Linked DNA regions of Mus musculus: regions 1, 2, 4 and 5 are each linked to region 3. Evidence: chromatin contacts called from public HiCAR-type and promoter capture Hi-C data. All regions are on one chromosome and are shown on one strand. Each heading gives the region's core, a stretch centred on a gene start, on an enhancer-like site or on the middle of the called end of the contact. The rest is flanking DNA. Distances are from core to core; before and after follow the strand shown.

Region 1 (2,700 bases), core at 189-2,688, 1.6 Mb before region 3:
CATCACTTCTCGCAGCTTGAAATGTGTTTTAATAACGAGAAGCCAAGGAATAGTTTTCTATAATAGTTGATTTGGTTCAGTCACTTAAGACCACACAAACCAGTTGTTGAAAATAACTGATATATCAGTTGTTCTCTGAAATTCCTTTTCTAAGTCCTTCCTAAGCTATAATTCCTCTGCCTTTCTCTTTAAAAAATTATATTTATCTTGTGTGTGGTGCACCTGCCATTGGCCATGTGTAGAGATCAGACGAACTTCTGGGAGTCAGTTTTTCTGCTCCCAGCGTTTGGGTATCTAAGACAGAACTTGGGTTCCCAGTCTTGGCTGCACCTGCTCTTTCCTGGCTGAGCCCTCCCACCAGCAGGTCTGCTGTTGTCTTACTACTCTGATGGTTAATGGATGGACTTCAAACTATTACTGAACACGTTCAAAATGAGGGGGACTTCTTTTTTTTTAAGATGCAAATCTGTACATGTATTATAAAAGGAAAGGCTTGTAGATTTCATTCAGATCCTAAGAGGTAGTCTAAAAGATGGTGGTTTCAAACATTTTTCATCTGTGAGATCTTGTTTATTGTACTACAAAACAGCATGGTTCTTCCAACTGTCTTCTCATCTATGAAATGAAAACTGAAAACTAAGACGTTTTACTAAGAAAGCGTTCAATGATAGAGCACATGTGCCACAGCGTTGCACAGTGCCACTACAGGAAGCAAGTCCATCCTTAGGATGGACGGACAATTCATAGATACTGCTTTTATAGCATTCTGTGATTTTCATATCTCTATCCTGGGTCCTGTACCAAGGCGAGGTGAGGGCTGGGGGGAAATCCCTCCCTTCCAGAAGCTAATTATCCAGTTGAAGCTATGAAAGATCCCAAGCAGGATGGACTAAATCCATAAATAAAAGCTTGTGGGTTTGAATAGACACATGATCAATAAATACTACACGTATGCGTTACGTCCTCATGGCATGGAAAGGCAGATGGAAACAGGCAATCTCTCCTCCCACTAGACAAACACTGAGCAGTCGGGCCTTTTGTTTTTTTTTTTTTTTTGTTTTGTTTTGTTTTGTTTTTGTGAGAGGGATCTATCTTTTGTGCAATCTGTTTAGTATACAGTGCATGCTCGGGGCACTCCTTATCTTCGTGCTGGGAACAAAGTACACACACCCCTTTTCTGAAACACAGGGCCTAGGATCTCCTAGAGCTGGATGGGCTCCCGGGCTGTGGGACCACACAAAAGGGGCGCTTCGCCTGCTCGCAGGCCCCCACACCCAGGTTCTCGGGTCGCGGGTTCGCCTTCAGGGTCCTTCAGCCCCGCCTCTGCGAGTGCCCTCCCCAGCCTCTGGCGCGCACCCCTCCTCATCCGCGGGCAGCCGGAAAACCCGGAGCGAACCGGCCCGGGCCAGCGGCGCATGCTCAGTTGCGAGCAGGTTCAGTTTGCTAGTAGGAAGCTCCGGCGCTACACCGGCGGCGGCAGCGGCAGCGGTAGCAGCAGCGGCGGCGACGGCCAAGCGGCCGGATTCCCCGGCAGCGACCTCGGGCCCTCCCCGTTCCCCACCGACCCCTGCTCCCGCTTCGTCCCGTTCTGGGCCTCTCGCTTGAGTTCCCCGCTGGCGAGCGGGCGCCACCGGCCGGAGCGTCCATCCACGCGCCGTCTCTCGGCGGGCCAGGCCGTGCCGGGGAGCGCAGCCCCGGCGGAGGGCGGCCCGGGGCGGAGCGGGGGGCCTGCCCCGGGGCGGTGGTGCGGGATGCCGCCGCCGCCGCCGCCGGGTTGCGTTGGCTCTCGGCGAGCGGCGCGCGTGTCGGGTGGGTGTCCGGCCGCGGGCCTCGCCCCCCAGACTCCTCGCCAGCGCTAGCCGGGCCGCGCGGCGCCCCGAGGGGGCCGGGCCGTGCACGGGCTGTGGCCCTTCTCCGCGCCGCGAGCCGCCGCCCCTCCGCCCGCCCCGAGGCGCCCCGCGGGCACCATGCAGGCGCAGCAGCTGCCTTACGAGTTTTTCAGCGAGGAGAACGCGCCCAAGTGGCGGGGGCTGCTGGTGCCTGCGCTGAAAAAGGTAGGGGCGCGGAACCCGCTTCCCGGCCGCAGTCCGCGCGGGGCTGGGCGAGGGTGGGGAGGCGGGGCGCCACTGTCGTCTTTCTTCCCGGTCTCGGATCTCGGGGAGGTCTGCTCGGGCTGCGAGGTTCCCCGCGTCCGCTGCTCCAGCTGTTGACACTCGCCCGGGGTGCGTGGGAAGGCCGCACACAGTCGGGGAGGGTTGGTCTGGATCATCCAAGCGCGGAGGCGGGGGTTGGAGGAGCCTCGGTTTTCCGTGGAGGTCAACGAAGGCCATTGCCTACCTTCTCGATCTTCCGAACTGCGGTCAACCTCTCGTTTTAGGAGTCCGGTACTCTCACTGGCTCGAAAGTGCCTTGGCCACAGTGCTTGCCTAAGTAATTGCGAGGTTGCCTGCCAGCAAGAACATGGCCTGCTCGGCTGTGCTCGTCCTCAGTCATAACTCCCCGTTTTCTTGACCCCCTCCCCCATTACAGCGGTGATGCACATGCCACTGTATTCAGATTGGTTCTTTTGAAGTGTCTGAGAATCTTTGAACGTCATTTGGTTTGGTGTTTTGCATCTTTTTATTTGGAAATGTTGCTACATTTTAAAAGCTTCTAAAGCAACTGTCTGTCCTTTGGTTAGGCATTTTGGATTTTTGTTTG
Region 2 (2,700 bases), core at 114-2,613, 1.5 Mb before region 3:
TGTACGGCTTTATCTCGGGGAAATGTTTCCCCTTTTTGGTTTTCAGGGTTTTTTTTTTTTTGGTTTTGTTTGTTTGTTTGTTGTTTCGTGAGAGTGTAATACTTTGAACACTACTGAAAGGAATTCCTATCTAAAAGAGTGCACTTCTTTTACAGAGCTATGTCACACCAGCATTTGGCCCTCTGCTGAAAAAAGTAAAAAGAAGTCTCAAATGCCTTTTTCGCCCTCTAGTGTTACAAATGTGGGGGCAGCACTGTATCATGTGAGTGTAAAATATCTCCTACCTGCTGCATGATATGAATTGGTAGCTTTATCAAAGATGGTTCCAATATTACTCAGGATGTCTTCTTTACAGATGATTTAAAAGCTAATTATATGTCTATAATATACATACATATATATAATATACATATAATTATATATGTACAATACACACACATGTATGTATATGTGTATACTTATATACATATATATATTGTGCTGGTACCCTAATGGTCACAGACCTGTGCTGTTTCTAGTTGTTTGGTGGTGTTTTTCTGTTTGTTTGTTTTTAAGGCGAGGCTAGACGTCTACAATTTTGTTCAGATGACTACAGGACCTGAAAAAGCTGTTGTTATTACTGATGCATAACATACTATTATTGCTCTTTATACATATACATAGATATATATACATATATAAAAATATATACACATATATAAATATATACACATATAAACATATACCTATATTTAAAATAATATTAATATATTATATGTTAATATATATTATATAATATATTAAATATGTATATATATTAAACACACGTTTAATTTTTGAAAACTGTACTTGTGTTTTCAACCATGTTGAGTTGTCATTGTACCAAAATCAGCAGCCATATTAGTCTAGAAACATCAAGCTAATTTCTTTTCCATTTGTACAGGCTTACTTCACTGTATTACATAGGTAAAACCTTATCTGTGTGAGTTCGATTACAGAAACTAATATTCTCTAAATAAGGGGGTGACGTTTCCACATTCAAATTTCTGGATTATGTGAGTTAGCAGGAACCTCTGCCATTGATCTGGCACCGTAAAGGAAACAAATCCGGAGTGATAGGCACAGCGAACCCACAGACTCGGGGGCCCACGCTGTATCTCCGGATCCCCCGACGCCGGGCTGTCGGTGCCCCTCCACCCCAGAGTGGATGCTGCGGCTGGCTCCGGGTCCATCAGCTCCCGAGAGGAAGCGCACTCACTTGATGGAGACGTGAAGGACAGGCTTTCGCGACTCTGCGATTCCCCTAGGCTCGCCAGCTCGGCAGGCTGGAGGGAGCTGGGCTCTAGGACAGAGCGGGCCTCGGTTGCTGGGGCGACCGGGCGACCTCTCACCCGGAAGCAAAAGTGCAAGAAGCCAATCAGAAGACACCTGGGCGGGGCGGCTGCTGCGGGTGAGGTCCAAGAGGGAAGCTGAACCCAGCCCGGACCCCGACCCTGGGTGCCGCCTCCTGAGCTCCGCAGCCAGCAACGCTACGAGCCAGGTACGGCCTGACGTGGCATGTGCGGGGCCGCGCGGGTTCGGGGTTGCCAGGCCCGCCTGCCGCCTCCCCTCTCTAGTGATCACATCCGAGGACCATGCAGCCCCTATGGTCCTGCCTGTCAGCCCAGGGGCAGTGAACCTGGACCTGCAGAATCCTGGGGAACCCCGGGATCTGCAGTCGAGGTCGTCCACACCCACGGCTCCGAGCAAGGTTGAAAAGGAGGGGCGCCAGCCCCATTTCCTGTCTGTGGCTCGGTGGCGACCCGAGGGGCTGTTTGGGGAAAGGGTTGGAGAAGATGGATGTTGAAGAAAGGAACCTTGCATGACTAGGTATCTGAATGGAGCTGGGGGAATGTATAGTGGTCAGAGGTTTGCCTGGGAGGCAAGCGGTGTGGGTTCAGTTTTCATCACCTCAGCTTGACGATGCTGTACGTGGGAGCCAAACTTGGGTGTGAAACAAAGGATCCTTTTAGAGCCAAACTTGGATCCAGTGTCTATGGTAAAGAAAGATGAAATCTTAGCAGGCTACATAGATAGTGGGATTCCTCCCTGCGGACTAGATAACCTAATTTGTATTCTACAGAAAACGTCTGGGGAATGTGATATCGGATGCCGCTATAATCGGTAAATCTTGGTTCAGATTTTTGCGTGAAAATTACAGCTCAAGTTGAAAATGTAACCTTTTCTGGGTTGGTGTGAGGCAACTTGTTTTAAGTCAGTACAGAATCTTCTTGCCTTTTTTTTTTCCTCAGCCATTTCTCAATGTATGAATTGACCCCAGCTGGGTGGTTTGGGTGGTAAGATGTTTGATGTTTTCCTTTCTTCCTACGTAAAAAAAACAAAAAGACAAAAACCCGATATGCAGCTGGGCGTGGTAGTGCACGCCTTTGGAAACAGAGGCAGATGGATCTCTGTAAGTTTGAAGCCAACCTGGTCTACAAAGCGAGTTCCAGGGCAGCCAGTGCTATTTACACAGAGAAACCCTGTCTGGAAAGACATAAAGGTGGGGGGAGGGGGGTGGGAGAATGCGATTATTGAAAATTCAGTTTGTGCCATTCCTTCAGTCACATGTTAATCATTTCATGTCATTATGGTTTTGTGAGTGTATGTATATACTGCTGTCCTTTGGAGAGCTCGTGGTTGGGGCTCAGGATGTCTTGCCTAGTGGGGATCTAGGGTTAG
Region 3 (2,700 bases), core at 183-2,682:
AGTCTTGGTGATCTTGTTCCTGAAACGGAACGAGGTTGTAATTGCTGAGATGGGTGTTGAATCCAGGGCCTCATACAAGCAAGGAATGTGCTTTATAACTGAGCTAAATCTCTAATTCAAACTAGATTATTTTTAAGGGAAGCATTTAACTCCACAGACATGGTGGCCCTCTGGTGTGATTTCAGCACCCAGCAGTTCGAGGACAGTATGATCTACCTGTGTAAAAATACACACACACACACTTACAAAAGTACAAGGGATTACATGTTACTTTTAAAGCTCTGCCTTTTATAGTTATTCCATCTTTTACATATAATTTTCACATAAAATCACACTGAAACTTCACAGCTGGGGGCACTGTAGATTCATTAAATGATACGGTTTGAGGAAGTTAATTACCAATAGTGAGGACATTATGTTAGGAAGTGGAATAAGGGGGCTGGAGAGATGGCTCAGAGGTTAAAAGAACTGTCTGCTCTTCTAGAGGTCCTGAGTTCAATTACATGGTGGCTTTATAACTATTTATAATGAAATCTGGTGCCCTCTTTGGGCCTGTAGGCATACATGCAGGCAGAACGCTATATAATAAATAAATCTTAAAAAAAAAAAAAAGGAAGGAAGAAGGAAAGAAAGAAAAAGAGAGAGAGAGAAAAGAATAAGGAATTGGGTCTTAAAATGTGAAGGTTCCCCTCCTATGAGGACAACATACACTAGCATTATCCACTTCCTTCAAATATAAGAATAAACTCCACAAGTCGATAGATAACCCAGGTAGGGATGCTGGTGGCCTGACCCCTCACTTAAGAGTCACAACAGCGAAGTGGTCAGGATTCTGGGTCTGAGGGGGTAAATCACGCAGCATCTGTTGATGGTTGGAGGTGGTGTGTGTCAAAGAGCCAGAGCAAGTTTAGGTGAAGCGCTTTGCCTGTTCCGAAATAATGGAGCAACCACTTTCTCAACAGGACGATTATAGGTGCTGCTAGCGTATTTCAGTATTGAGCACCGAGTTTGAAGCAGAGCTACAGAACACACAGAGCTGGGCTAACTCTCCTGTGGGTGCCTCGGGCATCGCAGGCTCTTTCTTCCCTCCCGCTCTCCTCCCTCCTGCACCCTCCCACCAAAACGACCACTTACGGATGGGGCGTAGCTGACGCTGTGATAGGCAGTCACAGCCAACTTGCACCGACCTCTGTCATTCTCCTGAGCGCCCGCACACCCTGAAGCCGGAGCTTTACTGCCCGGAACCAGCTCCGCGGAGGTCGCGCTGCGCATGCGCCGTGCAATTGGCGCAGGACCCACAAACATCCCACTCGTCCCCGACAGCCGATTCGCTTCGAAACTTGGGGTGGGCGGGGCTAAGAGGACGTGGGGGCGGGCCGGTCCGCAGGACCTGTGTCTCGCGCATGCGTCGTCTCCCGGCTTCCTGAGGGCCGGAGTTTGGGAGGCGGGGCATCCGGGTCCCTCGGCAGAGCGGAGCTTGGCTGCTCGGCTCGGACTAGACCAGGAGGTGAGGCGGTCTCGCGCGCTGTCAGAGCCTGCAGGCTGTGACATCCCTGGGTCCCAGGACATTTTCCGAGGGCTGAGGAGGGAATTCGAGTTTTGAGGCCGGGGATCCTCAGCCTCGGGGTTGACAGCTCGAGGACTCCTACGACGGGAGGCTGACATCCCAGGGCGGCCCGGGGACCCCGGTTTGCGTTTCCAGCAGACTCTCAGTTGTCGGGGTCTTCGGAGCGGCCCGGTGCATCCAGACCCGGAGCACTGCATTCCCGGGGCGAGGGGTTGTCCCGGGCGCCCCTGCCGCAGTGTCCCCGTGGGGCCCGCCTCCGCCGATCAGAACCCTACGGTCACTCTTCTGGGTCCCGGTGGCGAGGGACGGGTGGCGGAGAAAGCTCCCCAGACGCCTGAGCTCGGTGCTTCGGGGTTCTCAGGGTAGAATGAGTTAATAGCCTGTGTTCTAACAGGGAAACAACCGCCCCGGAATAGTGCCTTTTTTGCAGTATTTACATTTTCCTTTCATTCCATTCTTATCGCCAGTTTTTTCTTTCTTTCTTTCTTTCTTTCTTTCTTTCTTTCTTTCTTTCTTTCTTTCTTTCTTTCTTTCTTTCTTTCTTTCTTTCTTTCTTTCTTTCTTTCTTTCTTTCTTTTAAATCATTGTCCTTTCAAAGTTAGTTCTCTAATGAGAAATGAAACCACGCTTTCTTTCCCTAGCTTAGTGGTTGCATTTATGAAACTTGACATTTAATATTTAAGAAATCCTTACATGTAAGGGCTGGAGAAAGGAATCCGTGATTAAGAATACTTGTTGCTTTTGACAAGGACCTGGGTTTGATTTCCAGCGCCCACAAGATGACTCACAACCATCTGTAACTCCAGTTCTAGGGGGAGCCAACACCCTGTATATATATATATGTGTGTGTGTGTGTGTGTGTGTGTGTGTGTGTGTGTGTGTGTATGTATGTATGTATGTATGTGTATACATACATTTGGGCAAAACACTCCTACACATAAATTAAAAATTCCTTAGAATATATTTTACTCTTTTTTTAAAAAACGAATCTGTTCATTTAAGGTGTGAATTAAGAACATCAATAATGGAGCTAGCTCACAGTTTATTGCTAAATGAGGAAGCTTTGGCTCAGATCACGGAGGCAAAGAGACCCGTGTTCATCTTTGAATGGTTGAGATTTCTTGATAAAGTCC
Region 4 (2,700 bases), core at 148-2,647, 1.4 Mb before region 3:
TTTGATTGATCTGCCTTCTCAGCTTGGATATCCGGGGCCAGTACATAGGATTGTCATTTCACAAAATTAAGTTGCATACTCACTTGGCAGAGACTGGATCTGTGGTTAGAAGCCATCCTTTATACTCCTTCTCACAGGCTATCACTCTCACTTCTTTATAAACGTAATCTTCCCATTCTAAGGGGCTTTTCTTCATCCATTCGCTCATGGTTACCAGTTGCCCAGATCTAGAACCATTATCAATTTGGGTTAATCACTATGGATATTCCACACAAGCAAATGTCTTTTTTTAAAAATATTTTTAAAGATTCATTTATTTATTATATGTAAGTACACTGTAGCTGTCTTCAGACAATCCAGAAGAGGGAGTCAGATCTTTTTACGGATGGTTGTGAGCCACCATGTGGTTGCTGGGATTTGAACTCTGAACCTTTGGAATAGCAGTCAGTGCTCTTACCCACTGAGCCATCTCACCAGCCCAAGCAAATGTCTTAATGATCGCCATTCTGTAGGCAGTCTGTAATTTGCCTGAAAATAACGAGTTTCTTAATGCAAGTAAGCACTGATACATAGAGCCAGTCTTAACTCACACCTACAGTCCCTACCTACTAGTAGTGCTGAGACCAGCCTGGTAACATAGTGTGCCGTCTCAGATCTCAGAAGAACAAGCAAAACGCCCATCTGGGGTATAAGAAACTGATACTATCTTTGGAGAATTCTTGAGAATGTTTTGTTTAGTATATCTGGGAAGGGGTATTTATAATTCAGACTGATGGTAATAGTGAATGGCCACAGGTACAATTCTTAAAACTCCTGTGGCATGTCTAGTCCCACCCTCTGCTCCCAATTCCGGATACCGCTTTCAACCTGGCTTTGAACCTGGCCCGTAGATAACTCAAACTCTTCGGGGCTGGAGAGATGGCTCAGCGGTTAAGAGCACCGACTGGGAGGTCAATTCCCAGCAACCACATGGTAGCTCAAAACCATCGGTAATGGAATCCGATGTCCTCTTCTGGTGTGTCTGAAGAAAGCAGTGGTGTGCTCATATACAATAAAGAAATCTTTTTTAGAAAAAAGAAGAAGCAGCCACTTCCGTTCCGCTTTCCTTAGATAAAAGGATTTCGCCCTAAACCCCTGACAGACATAACTGATGCGGAGTTCTCGGATTCCCACCTACTCTTTCTAGATGACTCTCCACGGGCTTTGCGCCAATTTTCTCGTAAAGCGCTGAGGACCCGTTAGCGAAGCTCTAGAGCTCCAACACCAGGTCCTGTCCAGAGGCCGCCATACCCAGAACTCTGCACGACTCAGGGAAACGCCGCAGAGACCCTGGCTATATTTCTACTTAGCTCACACGCCGCCGAGCGGGCTTGAGTCGGCCCGCCTGAGCCCAGCATGCTTTGCTCCTGACGTCATTTCCTTCCCCCAGAATCCTCCATCCTGTAGTCCTTTGCCTCCGTTCTTGCACTGCAGGTTGTGTCCAAGGGAACTTGAGTTCTCCTGGCCACCGTGAACGTCTCAAGAAATCTTTGTAAGAGGAAAATGTTCGTACCTCAAAGCTTTTTAAGTGGGGTATGAAAATGCGATTTTGCCCTGAATTCAACACAAAGCTCTCTGGGTAAACCTTAAGGCTCTAAAAGCCGAGGTGAATGGCATGAATTCTGGTCTAGCTCGTTTTGGAGCCGGTTAAAATGCGTGCACCTTTGGGGACGTGTTCTCAGTAAATCTCAAGAACAGTGGTGAAGTTGGGAAGATCAGCACTGGATTTTTTTTTTTTTTTTTTTTTCGAGACAGGGTTTCTCTGTGTAGCCCTAGCTGTCCTGGAACTCACTCTGTAGACTTCGCCTGCCTCTGCCTCCCAAGCAGCACTGGATTATGTTGTTTCTGCTTCAGATTTCTGGGCACGTAGCTGACTGGGCTCTGACATACTGCAGAATCTTCGAGACTGTGATACTGAAAAGTGGTGCAAGGCAGTAAATGCTAAGATTCTGCCTATACTGAAAAGAGAAAAAAACAACCCTCTCCCCCGCCAAGACAACAACTACAACAAAAAAACCCACCAAGGGCGATGAACAAAAACTGAGCTATAAAATTGTCAAGCCAGAGGTGGGCGTGGTGGCGCACGCCTTTAATCCCAGCACTCGGGAGGCAGAGGCAGGCGAATTTCTGAGTTCGAGGCCAGCCTGGTCTATAAAGTGAGTTCCAGGACAGCCTGAGCTACACAGAGAAACCCTGTCTCAAAAAAAAAAAAAAAAAAAAAAAAAAGATTGTCAAGCCAAGCAGCAGAAACATTAAATATGAATCGGTTTTTTAAAATTACTACTTGAAATTCCATATCAAATAATCCTTCCCAAAACCTTCATTTATTGAATGATTGACTTCATATTAATGAGATTTCATGGATTAAGTTAGAGTTTATCAGTTAAAACCCTCTATAAAGCTACAAGAGCTAATGTAAATTCCAAGTTATTAAGAGTGTGGGAGAAAATGTTTGACCTTTAAAACTACAGAATAAAAATCTACAACTGATTTGTGACAACTGTTCAGTTGCATTTTAAGTTTCATTCTTTACTGCAAACCTGTTTGGCTTATGTTTTCTTCCCCTTTTGAAACAAGGACATGTCCCTACTCTGTCCAAATTATCAGAAATTTAAGTTGCATTTGGGCCACATGTGGTGCATAGGACTTTAATCCAAGCTT
Region 5 (2,700 bases), core at 41-2,540, 1.1 Mb before region 3:
GCCCAAGCACCTGCACACCGCGGAGTGTACAATCTCCAATAGTTATCACAGAGAGAGATTATGAAAGAAAATCTAAGGTCAGGCGTGGGGGTCCATGCCTTTAATCCCAGCGCTCAAGAGGCAGGGGTAGGCAAGCTCTGTGAATTTGAGGCCAGCCTTGTCTGTAAAATGGGTTCCAGGATAGCCAAGGCTTATACAGAGGTTTATACAGAGAAACTATGTCTTGAAAAACCACCACCACCAAACAAAAAGAGAAGAAAAAAGAAAAGAAAAGAAAAGAAAAGAAAAGAAAAGGAAAGGAAAGAAAAGAAAAGCAAGCAAGCAAGCACACCTACTATCAAGCAAGTCCCTTACTAGGTTGCTCAGGAAACATGGGAGCAGCACACAGAGTTAGTGCAGAAGGAACTCACAATCTGTGTCTCCAAAGATAGAGAACAGGTGACTTAATCCCCAGACAGTTCAACCAAAGCCCATCTGGAATGATGCCCTCCAAAGTTTGATGACACTAACGGTTTTTTTCTAGAGGTTTTGTGGAATTAAAGGTTGCAAAGTATAGGCTTAAGAGGTTGGGGTAAGACAATCATTTGGACACCTGGGCTCCCACTTTTTCAAGAGAAAAGGATTTTCTCCTGCAGCCATGGTTGTGGTACAAATTCATGAGACTAAGAACTGTGTTCCACAGCTGCCTCCACAGGTTGACGTATCTGTTATAAAGTTTCTCGAACTTTCTACATGATGCCAGTGGATCCCCAGAAGAAGGTTCATCACAGTTAGGAGAGGATGTATTAGAATTCCTTCTCTGATCAGAGCGGTATTTTTTTGGGTTTCAGATATGCATAGTTGAGAGGGTAAAGTAGCCTCAGAAGGCGATGGGGAGCCAATGCAAACAAATTGTAGGATAGTGGTGGAAAGAGAAAACCTTTCTGTGTAGGGCCAAGATATCAGGAGAAGCCAGGCACTGGCTTCGCAGGGAAGAGGGCTGGGGGTAAGAAAGCTAGGAGGGAAAGGATGCGAATGTAACCTCACGTGCAGAGTCAACGTTAGAGATGCGAAGAGAATTGGGAAAGGAGGGACTGGAGATGCCTTCTCCGCCCTGCGGCAAGGGGGTGTGGCCCCGAGAGCGGGAAGGTAGGGACGGGATGGCGCCGGCCGCAGTGGGGGTTCCCCAACTCTTCCTTAGAAGTCTGAGAGCTGCGGAGCTCCGCGGCAGGTTGGCCCGGGCGGAGGAGGAGCGAGGGCGCTGATGGGCGTGGCTGGGCGTGTCTGGGCCGCGCAAGTCAGAGGGCGGCGCTAGGACCCGCAGGCCGCCCCGCCGGCTCCCGGGAGGTTGATAAAGCGGCGGCGGCGTTTGACGTCAGTGGGGAGTTAATTTTAAATCGGTACAAGATGGCGGAGGGGGACGAGGCAGCGCGAAGGCAGCAGCCGCAGCAGGGGCTGAGGCGCCGGCGACAGACCAGCGACTCGAGCGTCGGAGTTAACCACGTCTCGTCTACGACCTCCCTAGGTACGGGCCGGAGGGGCCGAGGCCACGGGGGGCCGGGAGTCGGGGAGGCTGCGGCCGTTCGGGCTGGCGGGCACCGGTCGCCCGCTGGGGTCGAAGACCGCGGCTGGCTGGGCTCGGCTCGGCTCTGGCCGCCGCGGCCGCCCGTTCGCTCGCACGCTCGTTCGCTCGCTCGCAGGGCCTAGCGGCAGCCGCGCCCCACGCTCCGCCGCGCGGCCTGAGAGGGCGGCCCGCGGGCCTCGGCTCTCCCAGCTGCCGGGGGAACGGGCAGCCCGGCCCCCTGCCCGCCGCCGCCGCGTGGCCGCCGCGGTGTCCGCCCCGACCCAAGGGGGCGGCCTTGAGCCGGGGCCACGGGGCCGGGACGCGCGGAGGTCGGCGGGCGGTACGGGATCGGTCACCCGGCGGGCACTCACTGCCCTGGGTGCCTGACGCGGGCCGGGAAGGGAGGGACGAGCGGGACGCGCTGGGCCCCGCGGTGGCGGTGGACGCGGGAACCGCTGGCACCTGGCTGCCAGGTCGCAGAGCTCTCTCCACACACACACCACACACACTCACACACCCTTCCTTCCCGATGGGAGCCGCAGTCCGCAGGCCAGGGCTGGGGCCCGGGCTCAGCTTCAGCTTCACCAGCTCTTGGCTCCGCCGAACCCATTCGCACGAGTTGTGCGTGGATTGGCCAGGGTTGCAAGTGTTGGCTCCGGTTGTCAGACTGGGGTTAGGAGCCCTGGGGCTGCGAGTCATTCGCTTCAGGCTGAGAGTGTCTGGTTTGAAGTCACCTGATCCCGTCGTTCCTGGGTTTTGCTGAATGTGAGCTCCTACTGTATGTGTGTGTACATGGCGCCCCTACCCCGTCGAAGACGCAGTTGCGTTGGCAGCGCGGTGTTGTGTGTTGCTCTCACTCACAGCACCCCTATTTTTAGGAGTGTAGCATTTGATCTTTCACCGTGGTGCGAATTGAACGCACGAAGTCCTTATTGAGAGTTGCGATGGTTAAAGGCGGAAAAGTTTTTCAAAGGCTTAGAAATCGTAAGGGCTTAGGGTTAGATACCTGAGGTCAAGATAAGCGTAGAGTAAACACACCGGGTATGAGATCGCTTTTGTATTTCCTTTTCCACAATCTGATAAAGGCTTTACTGGATAAAATTTAAAACATTTTGATTAAATATTTACCACAGACACTTTATAGAAAACTTTAATTT

The links. Promoter capture Hi-C pulls out the DNA fragments that hold promoters and counts their contacts. HiCAR-type assays count read pairs that join an accessible place to other places.
Region 1: a contact with region 3 is called in a promoter capture Hi-C map of liver, with 7 times the contacts expected there. The contact joins the promoter of Sos1 here to the promoter of Heatr5b in region 3. A contact is called at or near these places in 2 of 39 promoter capture datasets (liver and pre-B cells) and 1 of 9 other capture datasets (liver).
Region 2: a contact with region 3 is called in a promoter capture Hi-C map of liver, with 8 times the contacts expected there. The contact joins the promoter of Morn2 here to the promoter of Heatr5b in region 3. A contact is called at or near these places in 5 of 39 promoter capture datasets (the C10 cell line, hippocampal neurons, liver and 1 more), 1 of 115 datasets of contacts at active chromatin or transcription factors (astrocytes) and 2 of 9 other capture datasets (adipose tissue and liver).
Region 4: a HiCAR-type map of astrocytes shows a contact between it and region 3, with 6 times the contacts expected there. The contact joins the promoter of Gemin6 here to the promoter of Heatr5b in region 3. A contact is called at or near these places in 5 of 39 promoter capture datasets (3T3-L1-derived adipocytes, hippocampal neurons, liver and 1 more), 1 of 484 Hi-C or Micro-C datasets (B cells) and 1 of 115 datasets of contacts at active chromatin or transcription factors (astrocytes).
Region 5: a promoter capture Hi-C map of pre-B cells shows a contact between it and region 3, with 7 times the contacts expected there. The contact joins the promoter of Atl2 here to the promoter of Heatr5b in region 3. A contact is called at or near these places in 5 of 39 promoter capture datasets (HPC-7-derived erythroid cells, erythroid cells, hippocampal neurons and 2 more), 1 of 484 Hi-C or Micro-C datasets (embryonic stem cells), 7 of 115 datasets of contacts at active chromatin or transcription factors (astrocytes, embryonic stem cells, extraembryonic endoderm stem cells and 4 more) and 3 of 9 other capture datasets (adipose tissue, embryonic stem cells and liver).

Annotation. Positions count from the first base shown.
Region 1 is chr17:80,479,191-80,481,890 of GRCm38.p6, reverse strand. Sos1 (SOS Ras/Rac guanine nucleotide exchange factor 1) reads left to right here and starts at 1,438. Exons shown (of 22, transcript NM_009231.2): 1 at 1,438-2,054. The coding sequence starts at 1,968.
Region 2 is chr17:80,288,875-80,291,574 of GRCm38.p6, reverse strand. It overlaps Morn2 (MORN repeat containing 2), which reads right to left and starts at 1,363. Exons shown (of 5, transcript NM_194269.2): 1 at 1,238-1,363. It overlaps Dhx57 (DEAH (Asp-Glu-Ala-Asp/His) box polypeptide 57), which reads left to right and starts at 1,099. Exons shown (of 24, transcript NM_001163759.1): 1 at 1,099-1,519.
Region 3 is chr17:78,834,113-78,836,812 of GRCm38.p6, reverse strand. It overlaps Heatr5b (HEAT repeat containing 5B), which reads left to right and starts at 1,432. Exons shown (of 36, transcript NM_001081179.1): 1 at 1,432-1,507; 2 at 2,570-2,700. The coding sequence starts at 2,592. It overlaps Gpatch11 (G patch domain containing 11), which reads right to left and starts at 1,297. Exons shown (of 10, transcript NM_181649.6): 1 at 1,135-1,297; 2 at 1-19.
Region 4 is chr17:80,223,148-80,225,847 of GRCm38.p6, reverse strand. It overlaps Gemin6 (gem nuclear organelle associated protein 6), which reads right to left and starts at 1,397. Exons shown (of 3, transcript NM_026053.4): 1 at 1,178-1,397; 2 at 84-227. The coding sequence starts at 208.
Region 5 is chr17:79,894,713-79,897,412 of GRCm38.p6, reverse strand. Atl2 (atlastin GTPase 2) reads left to right here and starts at 1,290. Exons shown (of 13, transcript NM_019717.3): 1 at 1,290-1,504. The coding sequence starts at 1,387. It also overlaps a transcript of Gm41625 not described here.